Regions from separate parts of the Danio rerio genome. Here region 1 is linked to region 2. The links are chromatin contacts, called in public HiChIP or PLAC-seq maps. All regions are on one chromosome and are shown on one strand. The core of a region is the stretch at or near the end of the contact, and the rest is flanking DNA. Distances in the headings are between cores, read along the strand shown.

Region 1 (6,236 bases), core at 2,527-5,026, 84 kb before region 2:
ATGCATCTGGAAAAAGCCCAATATGTACAATTATAAACAAAATTGTAAAATCGTATACAAAATAGGTATTTTAAGGACTTGAAGCAAGGATGCTAACCCCTACATATGACCCCAATACGAGATCAATGTAGCGACATTTGACGCTTTCGCCGCCGGAGCTGAAGGCAAACAGCGTTGTCGCCAGGGCGGCCAGATCGACCTTGGACGCTCTCGCCGCTTTCGGTGTGAACGTATGGTAATACTCAAATGCACCATCAAAATAAAGTGTTTCCCTTAATTATTTTGTTGATCAGATTACTTGATTGAAAATAAACCTCTGACCTCTTGTTCATCCTTACTCCTGATTTTGATTGCAACTCAATAATCTGAGCATTTTGCAAAGCAGCTTTGGAAGGATAATTATTGTAAAAGCTATGCTAATAAAGGCTGACGCCAAAAAGTAATCAAAACATATGTAAAACTAGAGGTGTGAACCTATACTGGTCTCACGGTTCGGTTCGGTTACGATTATCATGCCATCGATTCGGTTCAATTTGATATCTCGGTGCATCACGGTGCATTGATGATGCTTTCCATATATAGTGTTATATTTTAGGGGGGAGGCTATAACATGCTGTCTGTATAAACACACAGACACACAGCAACACACTGTCTCTCATTCAAACACATTCACAAACATGGACAGCATCAAACAAACAAACACACAAACAAACACACTTAAGCCCTTGTAACAGGGAGAGCTCGCGCTGAGCGGAGCAGAAAAACGGGAAAAAATTTTTTTTTTTTTAAAAATAAGCACTTTTCCGACGGTCCCTTACAGAGAGCTCCTCTCAGCGCGAGCTCTGCCGGCTAAAGTAAACGCAGACTGCGAGGGCTTAAACGGAGCAGTGCTCGTAATGTCGAGCGAAAAAAAGAAAGACAGCTGTGAAACATAACCAGCTTTGTCTTTCTGTAGGAAACACACTTAAGATCTTTTTAGGGTAAGCGTTTTTTGAGTTATTGCCGTCTATAACTGAAAGTGTGTCAGGAAAATCGAAAACAAAACCAACTGAAGCGCGCTCATTTCTGGCGCCCCACTGGATATACAGCGCCCTAAGCATTTGCCTATGGTGCCTATGCCACAGGCCGGCCCTGAGTTGGCTGAGTGTTGTAAATAACGGCGCTCACCTCCCTCGCGACAGAGCGCATAGGAGATAAATGACGTCAGTACATAATAAGCGGTTATGGTTATTACTGCATCGATACCGAATTGTCCGCGTCTGCATCGCGGTGCACCGAAGAAACAACTAATTTTGACACCCCTATGTAAAACCCTTACGACCTGTGGTGTCTTCGCTAATACCTAACAGCCTTTTAAAACTCTCACTAAAAGCTCCCTCTGAAATTTGTTTCGTCTGATTTAATTCTTTTCTTGTGAACTTTAATAAACAAAAGACGAAGCTTGACACACTCCAGAAGTGAACGCGCAGAGTTTCCCTTATCCAGATGTGATCCGACAAACCAGCAAAAGAAGAGGACAAAGACCCTCCAAAAACATCTCTTTTTTTTTTCAACAGCACAATTTTCACACTTGCATTCATGGCTAATTTAAGTTTGGATTATCCCATCACTTATAAAATAGTTTCAAGCAGTCGGTGTGTTCAGACTTCTGTCTCCTAATGTGTGCAATATACAAACAGTTTTTGGAGTTCTCAGCTTTAACCTCTGACTTCACCATGGCAAGGTGGAAAACAGATGTGTCTAGACCTACACTGAGCATACAGTGGTAAAGAAGAGGAGGAGGAGAAAGGTTTATGTGGTGAATCCAGAATAAAATAGGTTAATGCAAAAGTGGGAGTCACCCTAAATGGATGAGTATTAAAAAAAGGATGTCCGTCGTCCACTGAACCTCACCTCTCAATATCCTTTAATGGACAATCCTGCAACATCTGGACTTACAGACACCTGAAGAATATTAGCTGGGTGCTTCAAGGTTCAGGTCTGGAGAGAAGCTCAATGGGCTTTTGAGTTTTATAGCTTAAACAGGAAGAGCAAGCCTTTTATTTTTTACCGAGGGCAAGTTTGCATATTTCCGATGAGAGTGTTGAGAAAGCCCTTAGTTGCTAACAATTTGATGGCAAGCGATTTATAAAACACAACTCAGATTTGTGATGTCCAGCCAAATGTTTGGGGACACCGGTTTCACAGTATTGAACTCCAGTGTTCAATGACTTCCATGTCCACAGGTGTATAAACTCATGCACTAGGCATGCAGAAGCTTCTACAAACGATTGTTTGAATTATATTAGGGCCTTAGGAATTAAGACTGGGATGTTAAAGGTCTTGTGACCAAGTAAAATTGACCAAATAGCCTTTTTTTACTCTGAAATCCAAGAGAGTTAAAAAGAAAAAGTCAGAACTCCAAGGAAAAAAGTTAAAATTGTGTGATAATATCTCTGAAATAAGAAAAAAAGGGTCAAAATTACAAGAAAAAAAGCCAATGTGAACTCGCTTATGAAAAAATAATACCAAGGAAAGTCCAAATTCTGAAGATAAAATCACCTCACCCCGCTTTTCATTCCAAAACCAGGCTTCCATATACTACAAAAAACCAAGCCGGTGACTGACAAATCTAAACCGCAGCTCAGTTGCACTGCAGAAAATGACCCCCCATGATCACTGGCAACACCCCGGTGTGGAGACGTTCATCTGCTTCTCCAGGTTTAACTCATCAGAGAGAGGGAGAGAGAGAAGGAGGGAGAGCCAGAGCCAGTCAGCGTGCAGAGGCAGAATGAAAAGCACGGCTTACAAGACATGTGGAAGTTTCAGACCTCTGATCACAATAGGTGATGCGGAGACGATCTGGGGATTCGTCCAGCTCCTTCACGACAAGGAAATTCCTCAGTATGAGAACGAAGATTGAGATGATATCTGGATTATTTTCCCACCAAAAATTTGGACACCACAATGTTTTCTTTGTACTTTGTGTTTATGTATAAACGGCGAGGAGACGGTTTATTGTGACAAAGTGCTTGTTTCACTTAAGAAAAACCAGCAAGCGGAATTAATAATACGGATTGAATAATATGGAGTTAAGCTAATGTGGAGGAAATACTCAGATTGGAGTTCAAGGCAAGTAAGACATCAATTTCCTCCATGATGGGAATGAGCTTAAACGTATTTTTGCTTGTATAGTAATAACATAAAGCAATATAGTTTATAGACAAAATAATAAAGTGGATGGATAAGCTTCACAGAGCTTCTTAAATAGAAGTTCCTGCTAATTCTCTACAGCATCAACTTCCTTTCTATAACACAAAGTATGGTGAATATTACATACAATCGACAGCACATTGCACATAATAGTTCATAATTCACATTACGTAACGTTACGCCAGAAGAAGCAGCTTCAGAGAGGTAATGTAATTATGAAAGCGTAATCATTTCGAAAACAGAAATGTTGTTTATGAAGTCTTCTGCCTCCAACTGATTGAGCTAGATAGGAACACAAATGACTGCGCATGGTCAACATTCACAGATCATCCCTGATAGCTGCTTCCTTGCTTAATTACGAACATGCTCTGGAACACGTACTGCTAATCACATGAAATCTGAATCATCATTCTCAGATTCCTTTCACTATAAATGTTTACATCTGCAGGACGGAGCAAAAATGGGCAACACCTCATCTACCACGTGACTCTGATTCCATCATTTCTGGAGGAATTCTATGGAAACTCCTTTGCTCGATGAACTGGATTTTCGCTAGCAAACAGAAGTGCTTCACTTGCCCTGAACGAAGAGAGTCTGTGACAATGCTGGACGAGCCCTCAGAAATATTACAAGCACAACTTCCCAAGGCAGAATGGCTAACGTCAGGCAAACAGACAGTGTGGATTGGCCTTCGCATTGGGCAGCGCTGCTCATTCTTCTGGTCATCGTTCCCACCATCGGCGGAAACATCCTGGTCATTCTGGCAGTGTCGCTGGAGAGAAAACTCCAGAACGCCACTAACTTCTTCCTGATGTCTCTGGCTGTGGCTGATCTGCTGGTAGGACTGCTGGTGATGCCCATCGCTTTGGTCACAGTGCTTTACAGTAAGTTAACGTACAGGAACACTCCAGCATTATGCTGAAATTTACACTTTAGCCCAGACTTAAATGGATAGTTCTCCCAACAATTACAATTCTGTCATCAATTACACACCCTTTACCTGTTCCAAACCTCTTTGACTTTGTGTTGAACGCTGATTTGGTGAAGAAAGCTGGAAACCTGTAACCACTGACTTCTATAGTATGTGTTGTCTGTAATGCTATTTAAATATATATATATATATACACATTATTTTTCTAGGAATAAACATATCTCCTACTAATGCCCAAAAGTTGGCTTAAAACTATATTCTGTATTACTGTTTGTTGCTAGATCTTTTCCAACTGGTCTAACGTTGAGTTTTCCAAAAACCCAAAAGCTTGGAAAAATTCCATTAACTTAACATGAGACCAAACTTTAACCCATCATAACTCTGAACAAGCGATTCCTGGAACTACATGATCTTAAACAATTGAAGAGGTTGTCAAGCTGTATAAAACTAAAAAATAAACTAGGGTGTGAGTTGCACCCCTGAGACAGAAGAGCACCCCAAACTGTCGCAATGACCTACAATGGTGAAAGTCCCTTGGAAAAATTCCATTAGCTTAACATGAGACCAAACTTTGATCCATCATAACTCTAAACAAGCCATTCATAGAAACACGTAATCTTATTTGAGAAGGTTGTCGAGCAGTGTAAAACTACATATTAAACTGGGGTGTAAGTTGCATCCCTGGGACAGAAGAGCACCCCAAACTTTTGCATCGACTTACAATGGTGAAAGTCCCTTGGAAAAATTCCATTAACTTAACATGGGACTGAAATTTGACCCATCATAACTCTGAACAAGCTATTTACAGAAACATGTGATCCAAAACAATTGAAGAGGTTGTCAAGCCGTGTAAAACTACATATTAAACTGGGGTGTAAGCGGCACCCCGGGACAGAAGGGCACCCCAAACTATCGCATATACAATGGTGAAAGTCCCTTGGAAAAACTCTATTAACTTAACATGGGACCAAACTTTGACCCATCATAACTCTGAACAAGCTATTTACAGAAACATGTGATCCTAAACAATTGAAGAGGTTGTCAAGCCATGTAAAACTACATATTAAACTGGGGTGTAAGTTGCATCCCTGGGACAGAAGAGCACCCCAAACTATCGCACTTACAATGGTGAAAGTCCCTTGGAATAAATTCATTAACTTAACATGGGACCGAAATTTGACCCATCATAACTTTGAACCAACTATTTACAGAAAAACATGATCTTAAAAAAAATGAAGGGGTTGTCAAGCTGTGTAAAACTACATTTTGAACTGGGGTGTAAGTTGCACCCCTGGGACAAAAGAGCACCCTAAACTTACAATGGTGAAAGTCCCTTGGAAAAATCCCATTGACTTAACATGGGACCAAATTTTCAGCTTCACCAACACCACCCCTTGCTGAAGCGAGCTGATTGTCTGTGTATTATCATTCCAAAGTTCCTTTTGTAGTTCCTAGCCCAGGGGTGGCCAACCCTGTTCCTGGAGAGCCACCTTCCTGCAGATTTCAGCTGCTACCCATATCAAACACACCTGAACTAATTAATTAGGACCTGGACACCACGTGATAATTACAGGCAGGTGTGTTTGATATGGGTTGCAACTGAAATCTGCAGGAAGGTGGCTCTCCAGGAACAGGGTTGGCCACCCCTGTCCTAGCCTTTTTCGCTTGGAAAATAGCTACTGATTGTCTGTTGGTCTTAGCAACTGATGCAGTCACGCTTTAAATAGTAAAAATGTAAACTCTGGTCATTATTGAGCAAGATGCTAATGGTTTTATCCGATTCAATGATCTATGCAAAGCCAAGCTAAAAGTGCACTCGCCAGACACGAAGATCGCTTGAACACATTCAAAAATGGTCAAACTCAACAGTTTAACTCTAGTGTAGCTGTAAAAGGAGCCTTTTTGTATTTTAAAGTGGAATGTTGCTTTAACTATGATTGCTGAAGTTTCAGGATTGTTTGACAGTCCAATTTATTATCCAGATGGAATCAATACCCCGCAAAAGTCAAAGTTTCCAAGGGTAGCACTAAAAGTACATTAAACAGAATGATGGAGACCATGTTTCATGTCCAGACAGAGCGAACACACACGGCAGTCAAACACTCTTCAAAAC
Region 2 (6,044 bases), core at 15-2,514:
CTAGAGGGAGTGTATTCACAACCGACAAAGGCCTAGTTTGATGAGTGCATGACTGAGTGTCGAATTATGGGAGTTTTGCCTTTATGTTTTCACAACCAACAAACATGTATATTGATGACTCGGTGACTAAATGTGGAATCATGGGAGTTTCAGCAACTGGAGGGCTTAAATTCACAACAAACAAAGATGTAGTTTAAAGAGTGCGTGACTGAGTTTGGAATCATGTACTTCTGGCCATTAGAGGGAGTGTATTCACAACAAACAAAGGTGAAGTTTGATAAATTTGACTGAATGTGTAATCATGGGAGTTTTTGGCCACTAGAGGGAGTGTATTCACAACCAACAAACGTGTAGTTTGATAACTCTGTAACTGAGTGTGGAATCATGGGAGTTTTGGTCTTCATCAACTCATCAATTTCATCAACTCTTCTCCTGATGATGAGCATCATTTCGGTTTTCACTGAATTTCTACAAAGTATGTTGTAGACTGTAAACTCTCAGACTACTCTGCTCTCATCCATGTTTATTTTCCTCATTTAAAATATTATACAAATTATTAATTAAGTTATTGATATTTTAGCAGTTAGTAGTTTTGAGAAAATATAAACAGATGTTTTAATATAATCCCAACATATACTGTATTTTATAATAAAAGTGATTTGATTTGAGGAACTCCAGCATTATGGGATCAGAAAAATATCAATAATAATAAAAGTTTTATTGTCACTTCACCAGCAGGATGTTTGTTAAGATGCGGGTAAAGCAATGCAAATAAACAGTGACATAAGACCATATACAGCAGGGGTGGCCAACCCTGTTCCTGGAGAGCCAGCTTCCTGCAGATTTCAGTTGCTACCCATATTAAACACACCTGAACCAATTAATTAGGACCTGAACACCTCGTGATAATTACAGGCAGGTGTGTTTGACATGGGTTGCAACTGAAATCTGCAGGAAGCTGGCTCTCCAGGAACAGGGTTGGCCACCCCTGATATACAGAATACAAATATACATAATACCGTGTAAACAAGCATTGCAACCAGCAAAATTAGCATCAAAACCTACTTTACCAGCATATGCTGTTTTTTAAGCGGTTAAGATAGCATATTTTAATGACATATTTATAGATATATAGTATGAAATTCTTATTGCTATTTTTTTACCCGACTGTGACTTTTATTTTGGAAAACCTGCTAGTTTTTAGTCGGTGACTTTAATTTTGAAAACAAGACAACAACAAGCCGTTTCACGCTAACCGCCGCCTCTCGTGCTTTCTTGTTTGTCTTGTGCTCTTGTCGAGTTTAAACAAACTGAATTCAGACTATCACATTTAATACATTGCTGAAGAATAAAACTAATATAATGTTTTAGTAATTTCCGAAGTGGTTAAACGCTTTTTTTCCGGTTAGCTTCCGGTTTCCACGTCTCCCATTTGGCTTTAGCACGTTTACGTTTGCAGCTATTTCTGCAAGAATTCAGACACTTTTATAACTTCTTTAGCGTTTGAGAGAATAAACAAACGATCAACATATCTCCTATTACTTATCTACTGATTACTATTACTTATTCAGTCAGTTCTGAGTCTTTACTCGACGTCTGTGGTGGTATTGCAGCACACAGGGGTGTAAATATGTGTGTTTGCAGACACTGAAGATGGACAGAGATTTACTCCGACAGTCTGTGTCGTTTCACGGGGAAAACCTGCTGTCGCTGTTGAAATGTGAACAGAATGAAAACCCAGACTTTAAACATTTGGCCTCTGATCTCTACAAAAGCCTTAACCAAAGGTAAGAGGAGTTCACAACTGCTGCACGTGGCTATTTTTTATCCCTCATGCCTGCGCTGTGTTGACAAAACTCAAGACTCCTGAAATAACCCATAAAGCACAACTGAAGTCAAGAAAAACATATCGCATGACTTCATTGATTCGTAGTATTTCTGTGTAATGTAATTCTGTATATTCTAGATAAATAATATAAATATTTACACTTTAGAGTCTATATATAATATTATATAATAAGTGTGTGTGTGTGTTTGTTTGAGAATGACCCAGTACCCCAAGACCTACTGTAAGTGTCAATTTGTTTGGATATTAGATTTCTATATTATCTAAAAGCTAAAATAAGCCACATAAAATAGAGGTAACGTTGGTTTTATATTTGCACATTCAGACTTTCCCCTTAATAACATTATTTCATAAAAGTAATATTTCCAAACTCCAAATAGCAAAATCATGTTAGCAGCCAATGACTATCAAAGTATAACATTGTTCACAATCAAATAAACAGTATTAATGTTGTTTTCAAGTCATGCTTGCATGCTAATTCCGATCGAATATTCAAAGTAACATGGTAAACAATATAGAGACTTATAAATGAACGAATGTGTGAATATAAAACCAACTTTACTTCTATCCACATAAATAAGTTTTGTTTGCTTTTTTCGTGATAAAACTATAGCAAATCTGTAATCTGATCCTGAAAAAAATTTACATTTTAGTCATCCAAATTAAGAACTTGTCAATGCATGGTGATAAATACAAATGTAAATATCTTGACGGAAGATGTTCACCCCTCACAGATCTCTCTTTTAAATGAACATTTTCCAAAAAAAAAAATGCTTTTACAATAATATATTTGTTCATATACGTTGGATTAGTCAGTACCAAAGCTAAAACTGTATTTAAACTAACAAAATAACTTAAAATCACAGATGAGTACTCTTAAATATTGGGGGAGAATATTAAATAGAAATTAAATAATAGGAAAAATCTAAATGTATAGTTTGTATGTGTGTATAAAGAAATTTAATTAAATGTTCTTTGTTTTTAATCAGGGATAAAGATGAGCAAAGTCCCGTTCTGGAGCAGTTTATAGCAAGGAAAGCCGATCTTCTGTTCGCGCCGTCATGGAAAATCTCAGAACCAGCAGACGAATGGCAGGAAGAGTCAGGAGGTTCTCAATTATTCATAATCAGATTTCTGCTGTATTCGTTCTTAAACATCTTGAAAAATGAGTTTGCTGTGTTTTAGGAAAGTAGTCAAACATGTGTATAAAAGAATCCATTAATTAACCGTTTGCCATAGTTTGTGATTCATGTTTTTTTATTGAGTTCATCTCTGTGCCACCGACTTTTAATATTGAACACCATCAACTTTTTAATGTTGAAATTAAAGCTGTCACTTACTAGTGAGCATCTCTCTCTCTTTAGCGTGAACAGCCCTGAGAGAGAAGCAGCCGTCTGCCATTAGAGTGTTTGATCTACCTAAGATAATGTCACCAATTAAGAGGATAATAAATGTGGAACTTTAGATGAAGCACAAATGAACAGCGACAGGAGTCATCATAGACACCAGCATTTGACCCTTTTCACACATATAACATTCATTCATTTTCTTTTCGGCTTAGTTTCTTTATTAATCCGGGGTCGCCACAGTAGAATGAACCACCAACATATCTAGCATATGTTTTACACAGTGGATGCCTTTCCAGCTGCAACCCATCACTGTGAAACATCCACACTCGGTCAATTTTAGCATACTCAATTCACCTGTACCACATATCTCTGCACTGTGGGGGAAACCCACACGAACATGGGGAGAACATGCAAACTCCACACAGAAATGCCAACTGACCCAGCCCAGGCTCGAACCAGCGACCTTTTAGCTGTGTGGTGAACGTGCTACTCACTGTGCCACTACACAGATAACAGTAGTCTTGTATTTGAATCTGCCACTATGCTGAAACAAAGGCATTTGTAGCTCCGCCCTCTTTTAAAAAGAGCCCAATCTCATTTGCATTTAAAGCGACAGTCACCAAAACGCCACAATTAGGATCAAAGCCTAAAAGGGTCAGTTTTAGAAAGTTATGAAACGTTATTTGCGTGGTATTTTGAGCTGAAACTTCATATACACACTCTCTAGGGGCATGTTTACGTCTTATTAAAAGGGGCATAATAGATCCCCTTTAATTCTGCATTGGCGTGAATCATGCATAAAAGACTTTTGGCGCTGCCAGTTGGTCCGGGATGCCCTTAACCTGTTTCACTGTGCGTTTTCTTGTATGGACAGAGATGTTTTTTATTTATTTTTATTTTTAAAAAGTCATTGATAATAATACCTGTGTATGAGTGGACTTATAGAGTATAAAGGATGAGCAAAGGATTCATACGGTCCTAGAAAGCCTGGAAAATGCCTTGTCAAAACTCCAGCACTTTTCCAGATTTTCTAGGACCGTATGAACCCTGTGCTCGTCATTTACTCTCTTGGAAATAACGTCATCATTCAGCGTTCACCATGTGCATGTAGACGTATAACATGACTGAATATTTACCTGAAAGTAATGGGATTTTAGTAGTAAAAATGTGTCTGAAATATTGTGCTGCTGTTTCAGAGGCGTTTGCCGTCATGCCTCCGCTGGAGCAGTTCATGGAGGTGTCGTTCGAGGAGAGACGCGAGCTCTTCTACCGAGATGTGGAGCGCGGAGACATGGTCATCGGCAGAATCAATTCAGTGCGAGACTTCGGCTTATTCGTGACGCTGCTCTGCACCGCTGGTGGACTGAAGAGAGACATTGAGGATCTTGAGATCAAGGTGTGCTTGCATAGTTTGTCTCTTTATTGTTGTACCTATTTATTAGACATTCTGACTATATGATGATCTCACAATATTGTGATTTCCACTCTAAGATATGCTCTTTTTAAATGTCTGGGTAAAAACACAACTACCCCCCCCCCCATTTAACACAATATATTTTATTTTAAAGGGCACATAGGTTACCCCTATTTTCATATTTATTATAAGTCTTTTGTGTCTAGTATTTGTACACCTCTAACGCACCATTCACACGGGGCGTCAGCGTCAACGCTTCCCATTCACTTTGAATGGGTGATGTCAGGCGTTGCCGAACTGCATTGTGGTTCCGCCGGTGCCGCTTCAGAGGCGTTGCTCGCTGCAGAAGTTGGGACTAGCTCAACTTTTCAAGCGCCAATGCAAGCATCAACCAATCAGATCGCTGTATGCAAATACATTAACTAGACAGTGGCCTATTGCTGACTGAATTTCATTGGTTGATGCTGCTATGACGATCGCTTCAGCCCTAACTTCAGACACGCCTTCAGTCAAGCGTTGATGCTGAAGCCCCGTGATAATGGGGCGTAATAGCAGCACACACACACACCACTCACATTAGTTTTTGTGAATTGTGGGGACGTTCCATTGGTAAAAAGAAGCTGCACACTGACACTTTAGCAAGCCGACAAAGCCACCAAAACAGCCCTAGCAGGAAAGCTGAAGAACTGTAAAATCCCACCTTCAAATCTAAAGCCACTAATAAAAGGCTATATTCTTAACAAATGGCAAACACAATGGGATCAGTGCCCAGAAAACAAACTTTTTGAAATTCAGCCTGAAATAGGAAAAAAATCTCATTTATTTTTTAAGTCAAGACACGATGAGATTGTTTATAGAAGATGAACCACCAAACCACCAAAATGTCTTTATTGCAGCAAAAACCAAACTGTTAAACATATCGTTGAGGAATGCCCCATTTTTAATGTTATCACACAACAATATTTATCTAGAGAGACTTTATAGGAAATATTTTTAAATGTGAATTCATCTAAAATTGTACAGTTTTTATCAAAAGGAAACCTTAAAAAACTGTTTTAGATTTTTATCTTATATATTTTCATTATTGCTATTTATGTATTTTACCTTGGACATTATTTATTGCTGTTGATGACTTTTAATTGTTAGAATATTTTTATAATTATAGAAAATTGGTATTTATAAAACGTGATAAACTTGATCTATTTTCTTTTTGCCATGACATAGCCATAGAAGCTGAAATGGCAATAAAATTAAAACTCTCTCTCTCTCTCTGACACTTTAGCTCTCAAAAGTCAATTCAATTGGACAACGTTAGACCTTCAAGGTCTACTTCATCAGGTCACATCCCATATATGTTTCCATTGGTTTTTTATGCTGTACAAAAACTGTATTTTCTAACGCACCCTACACCAACCCTCCCCGTCACAGTGTATTT

What was found. HiChIP or PLAC-seq counts read pairs in DNA pulled down with a chosen protein or histone mark.
Region 1: a contact with region 2 is called in an H3K4me3 HiChIP or PLAC-seq map of embryo, with 3 times the contacts expected there. The contact joins the promoter of htr2b here to the promoter of ttc14 in region 2. A contact is called at or near these places in 1 of 18 Hi-C or Micro-C datasets (embryo) and 2 of 4 datasets of contacts at active chromatin or transcription factors (embryo and gastrula embryo).

The regions. Positions count from the first base shown.
Region 1 is chr22:39,822,863-39,829,098 of GRCz12tu, reverse strand. htr2b (5-hydroxytryptamine (serotonin) receptor 2B, G protein-coupled) reads left to right here and starts at 3,776. Exons shown (of 3, transcript NM_001044743.1): 1 at 3,776-4,076. The coding sequence starts at 3,845. The region is part of intron 16 of psmd1 (proteasome 26S subunit, non-ATPase 1); the gene reads right to left.
Region 2 is chr22:39,736,180-39,742,223 of GRCz12tu, reverse strand. ttc14 (tetratricopeptide repeat domain 14) reads left to right here and starts at 1,264. Exons shown (of 12, transcript NM_001014314.2): 1 at 1,264-1,787; 2 at 2,836-2,954; 3 at 4,392-4,591. The coding sequence starts at 1,654.